2 separate regions of the Gossypium hirsutum genome follow, and region 2 is linked to region 1. The links are chromatin contacts, called in public Hi-C maps. All regions are on one chromosome and are shown on one strand. Each heading gives the region's core, a stretch centred on a gene start, on an enhancer-like site or on the middle of the called end of the contact. The rest is flanking DNA. Distances are from core to core; before and after follow the strand shown.

The links. Hi-C and Micro-C count contacts between places; a contact is called where the count stands out from the background.
Region 2: a Hi-C map of hypocotyl shows a contact between it and region 1, with 1.7 times the contacts expected there. The contact joins the promoter of LOC107951802 here to the enhancer-like site in region 1. A contact is called at or near these places in 4 of 34 Hi-C or Micro-C datasets (callus, hypocotyl, leaf and 1 more).

Annotation. Positions count from the first base shown.
Region 1 is chrA02:83,539,667-83,542,366 of Gossypium_hirsutum_v2.1, forward strand. It overlaps the pseudogene LOC107952365. Among protein-coding and RNA genes, the nearest start is that of LOC107951804, 12 kb to the left of the region's middle. Within about 2 kb of position 1,330, at least 9 of the 9 cell types and tissues checked have an H3K27ac peak or open chromatin away from gene starts, as enhancers often do. A contact at or near this core is called in hypocotyl and leaf, where this site is marked.
Region 2 is chrA02:83,597,995-83,600,694 of Gossypium_hirsutum_v2.1, forward strand. LOC107951802 (NADP-dependent malic enzyme) reads right to left here and starts at 1,419. Exons shown (of 20, transcript XM_016886948.2): 1 at 1,084-1,419; 2 at 597-877; 3 at 1-28. The coding sequence starts at 1,113.

The DNA of each region.
Region 1 (2,700 bases), core at 80-2,579:
AAGAATCCGGAGTGGCGGAGGCGGTGGGGGATAAGAATATTGCTGCTGTGGAAGTGGAGGTGGAGGAGGCGGTGACTGCTGCTGTTGTTGGGGCGGTCTTGAAGAAGGGTAATGATAATTTGATTTCAAATTCATTTGATTGTAATTTTGATCATAATGTTGTTGGGGTGGGAGAGGATTTTGATTTGGTGGAGGTGGAGGAGGAAAGGATTGTGGTGGGAATGACCTATACGAGGCCATTCTTCTTCTCTTTTATTCACTTCATCACAGTATCAAAAACAGAGATAAATCAATAAGGAAGCCGCATAAAAGAACAGTAAAACATGAAACTTGAGATTTTGAATTCTGGGCTTCTTTTTTCTCCTAGTTTTCTTGAAGAAATTTATTCAAATTGGAAAACCTTCAACTCGAATTTGAAATTTCCTATTTTCCTTTCAAGAAAAAAAAACCCAAAAGGAATAAATTCGAAACTTCGAAATCCTAATTTCCAGAATTCAGCTTAAGTAGCTAAAACCCTAGCAAAATCAACCGCCAAAAATTTTTAATTTAATAAGGTCGGCAAAAAAATTAGTGGGAAGAAAGCGTTAAATGAGATAAACAGAGCAACGAATTGAACTCTGAATTCCACAAACCCTAGGAAAGAGATAGAGACTGCTCTGGAATCTAACCAGTAAATACTTGAAAGCAAAAACCAGCTCCTACTGTATTAAAGGGAGAAAAAAGAAACCCTAACCAATTGAAATCCGAACTAATATATGTTTATTATTTACAGCTCTAAGCGAAAACCAAAATGCGTGAGTGATTGACCGGAAAAAGTTGGCCGGAACCGGGAAGGGTATAATATCCTCTTTCACTTGGTTTTGGATTTATTTTTGGGGTTTATATATTCAGTATTATTTCTTTGTTTTTTCCAATGTTATTGAAATCCGGAGTAAGGATGAGAACTAGTTGAGTCGTGAACTTCAGTTGAACCGCCCGAATGAACCAATGCAAAACCAGTTAAACCGAACTTTGCAACCCAAATCCATCGAAAACATACCAAACCCTAAAAAATTTAATCAATCCAACCCAATCACCCAACCTAAAAAAAATCTGTCTTGTACCTACTAAAACACTAGAAGAAGAAAAGTACAACCCTGCTGCTTTTGCTCTGCCATGTTGACACGGGTCAAATTCTTAAGTCTTAATTAGCAGTTAAGTTAGTTAACAAAGCGACAGTGTTTAATCTTTTATGTTTAGAAACTTCAATAAAACGGAGAGTTTAAGGGGGGGTTAGACGCAGCGTTTTAGTGTTGATGAAGGGAATTGAGTAAAATGGTGCGTTTCACTCTAATATTGCACATGTCTAACGGAAGTTCAAATTGGTTGTAACGGCCTGGTGGTTATAATTGCCCAAGGGCCCAAGAAGCAGTTATGCAAAAATTTGAATGCAAAGGTTAGTCTCTCTTCCTCTCTTTCTCTCAAAATTTTTTCTCTTTTCTATATTCTGCAAACTCCAACATCACATGTTCCAACGGCTGCCTCTCTACTTCTTTTCAACTCTTCTCTCATCTCAAGTTTCAACCTTAATTGTTGTTGATCATTATCTCTAACCATTGCAGACTACTGTTTCTTGCTTTGAAGATTATATTGGAGAGTCAATGATAAGATTTTCATTATCTTTTTTTTTTCCTTCCTCTTTATTTCCAAGAAAATTAAGCATATATGTCAATTTAAAAAAAAATTAAGGTTTGATATGTTTTATTTGGAAATTACAGAAATAAGTTGATTTTTGAAAGAGAAGGCAAAAACAAATTATGTAGAATGCGCTTTCAAGTGACGTGGAGAAAAGAGGTGAAAATGTACTGGTTTAAAAAATCACATGGCACATTTTTGCCACATGGCATTGTATCGTACCAAAGTCGGATTTCTAAAAAAATTTATATAAACAGTTAGATAATCACCATCATTGAGTTTCTAACCTTGGGATCAATGGCAAGTTGACGAATGGTAACACTTTTTTCTCCAATGTTAACATTTTTGTTCCTATATATACCTTGTCTATTTTCAAAAAAAAATTATTCAATCTTATTTATCTATTCTCTCAATTCTCTCAATCTTATACATCTACTCTCGCAATTTTCTCAACTCTTTTATTCTTAATGTTTTTCATTCAAATTTTCTCAAATTCTTCTTTTCTAAATTTTTTATTTTGTAATTTCTTTGATTTTATTTCAGTTCCATAATTTTAAAAATATCAATGTCTCTAATTCAAGTTGGGTACAAAGTGTTACATGAGACTTGGAAATCAAGTCTCAATACTCAGGCTACCATATCTTAAGACTTTCATCTAGTCCCAAGACATAAATCTAGAACTATAGGAAAATAGTATTCCGAGTCATGCAATCATGTCTCTATATGCCTTCTAGCAAGATATATGTCAAACCAAAAGTATGAAAACATGTTTAACACATGGAAACAAGTCCATAACATAAAAATTCCTTATCATAATTGTTTTCAATTAAAATTTGACTAGATTAGTAGATTATATGCATAAAACCAATACGCAAGTTCATTAAAAACTGTGAGATCCTACATTTGACCCAATCATCGAGTCCTAATGGGAGACCTATAATGGTTGCTAGAGTAATTTAATCTAGCTTATACTTTAAATTCAATAAGAAAGTCAAACATAAATCTGTTAGAATTTTAAATAATATC
Region 2 (2,700 bases), core at 169-2,668, 58 kb after region 1:
GTGAGGATCTCGCAACAAAGAATACCCACTGCAGCAGATGATGAAGAGTTAGACTAGGGCACTAATGATTAAACATGTCATATGTTCTAGCATTAGAGAAACTCCATTCATCCCAAACAACTAATACAAAGACAAAGGTGGTGACAGAAGAAGAAGAAAACAATATAAAAGCTCCCAAAGAATTGATCACTAAAACTATATATTTATTTTACTCAGACAAGGAAGATCTCTGAATTTGCACTAAAAAGTTTCGTTTCTTTTCTTTCTAATTCCTCAATTACAAAATTTCAGCAACAAAGCAAAGATCTAGCATTGAAGATAAAACACAGTCATAGATTCCACCACATAAGCACCAAAAAGAAAATCATAAATAAACACAAACTATTATAATATAAACCATACAATAAAATAAGATCCAGCACTAAAAAAGGGGCTTAGTTTAGTGGGTCCAACAAACCACACAAAAACAACGATATTAGATCTCACAAACAAGTATAAAAATGTCAAACCATCATGACATAGCAAGCAAACCTATTAAGCTCATAAGGAAGAAAATGAAAATAGCTATTATGAAAGGAAAAATAATAGAATCTTACCTAGCAACAGAGACAGACCAAGGGGTGACAAGCTGATCCTCTGTGGCGGCGTCGTCATAGTAGACTTCACGATCACCGCCGGCAACGGTGAGATTGATGTCCACGTTAGCAGCAGCAGAAGTGCCATCTTGTGTTATTTCTTTGAATGCCTTGTTCTCAATTAGAACGCTAGCGTTTGTATCGCTGTTGGGACCTAAAGCCGTCGCTTTGACCGAAGCTGGCGGCAGCTTATTCAACTTGTAAGAGAAAAGGCTTGAGGACCCAGAAATGCCGCTGTTGTTCTGTTTCAAAACAGACAGTAACAATATTAAAATGAAAAAAAAAGCAGACCTTTGAGATCTTTAATGGTATAAAAAGGACCTTGAAATACCAAAAAGAAAAAAAGGGGAGAAAGAAGGGAAATCTCTTAGTTTCGATTTAGAATTAAATTCTAGGAAATGGGTAGTCAAGAAATAGTGAGAGTAACAATGGGTTGATTTGAAATTACCAGAAAACAGCTTCTATGCAAGGAGATCATGGTGACAGAAAATGCGGAAAGACCAAGGCTTGAGCTTTGCTTGAGCAGCCTTTGGATCTCTCTCTCTCTCTCTCTCTCTCTCTCTCTCGGTCCTTGAATGAGCAAAGAAAGAAAGGAGACCCTGCTGGATATGTGTGTATATTTAGTATATAATAATATAAATATATAGCTTTTGTTGTATTGTTTATATATTAATATGTGAAAAGGGAGAGATAAAAAGAGATGGAAGGGAACAGCGAGAAAAGGAAGAAATGCCAGGAAAACGTGTCCACTTTTGTTTTTCCCTCTCTACCTCCGTTAGTCTGCAGATGACATGTGGGTAGCTCATTTTGCCCATTTATTACGAAAGTACCACCATCATCTTGCCTCACAAGTGGAATGAACCTAATAAATTGTGGACCCCACTTGCTAAGCTTTTTAAGTTGGAATAAAAGGAAAGGGTTTGTGTGTATGATCTGAGTTTGGTTTTTGCGGTTGTGTCTGTCGTGGTTGGTGGGAAATTCCATATTTGGTTTGCTGGGTTTTTTTCTTTTAAATAATACTAAAAATTTAATTAAATACAAAAATATAGTGGGAAACAAATTAATTATAAAAATAAGGTGTTTGTTATCTTGTATTTTGGTGTTGTCGGACAAACAAGCAAAATTACCCTTACTTTATGCTCAATCATGTTGTAATCATTCGTTTTTAAAAAGTAATATTTTTTTGTTGCCTGACGTAGTGACGGAATTAGTATGTATTTTTAAAATAATGTATTTTCATAGGTATATATAGTAGATAAAAAATATGAAAAAGAAAATATTTTTTATTGATTTTGTCTGACACACAGGTGACATTGTTTTGAATTTTTTTTAAAAAAATCAGTGAAGAAAAGTTGATAAAAAAAAGGAAAAGATGCATCGGGATTTGGAATAATGACATTGATTAGAATGTTTGAGTTGAGGGTTGACTTAATATTCGCTTTATTTAAGTGATGACGTCCGAAGACCCACACATTTTCATTTGCCATGTAAGGAGTGCACCATCACCTTAGAAGATGTTGCATTGCAACTCGAGCTTCCATTGGACGGTAGTTGCAGTCACAGGTTCAAGTAAAGTGATCGAACCTGCGTCGCATTGCTATCAATTGTTTGGACGATCGACGGGTGATGGTGGTGCTAAGTTTACCAGTTTGAGATTTTCCTGGTTAAAACAAAATATCAAAACCTTATCGAGTAGTGCCTCTGAGTGGGAGAAGATGTGCGTTGCTCGAGCATATATGATAGAGTTGATAGGGGGCACTCATGCCAAACACAAATAATAATAAAGTCCACCTAATGTACTTGCCTCTATTGGCTAATTTCCAAACTGCTCATTCGTATAGTTGGGGTTCAACAATATTAGCAACGTTGTACCTCAAGCTTTGTCAGGCGACAAAGCACAATACATAAGATATAGGCAGGTGTCTGATATTGCCATAGTCCTGAGCATTGTAAAAGATGTTATTTCTAGCATTATTGTGTCACCAATAATATGTTTTCTCACTTGTAAATAAGTAATTGAAATTTTTAAAAATTCGATTAAGAATTATATTTTATGAAAATGTTA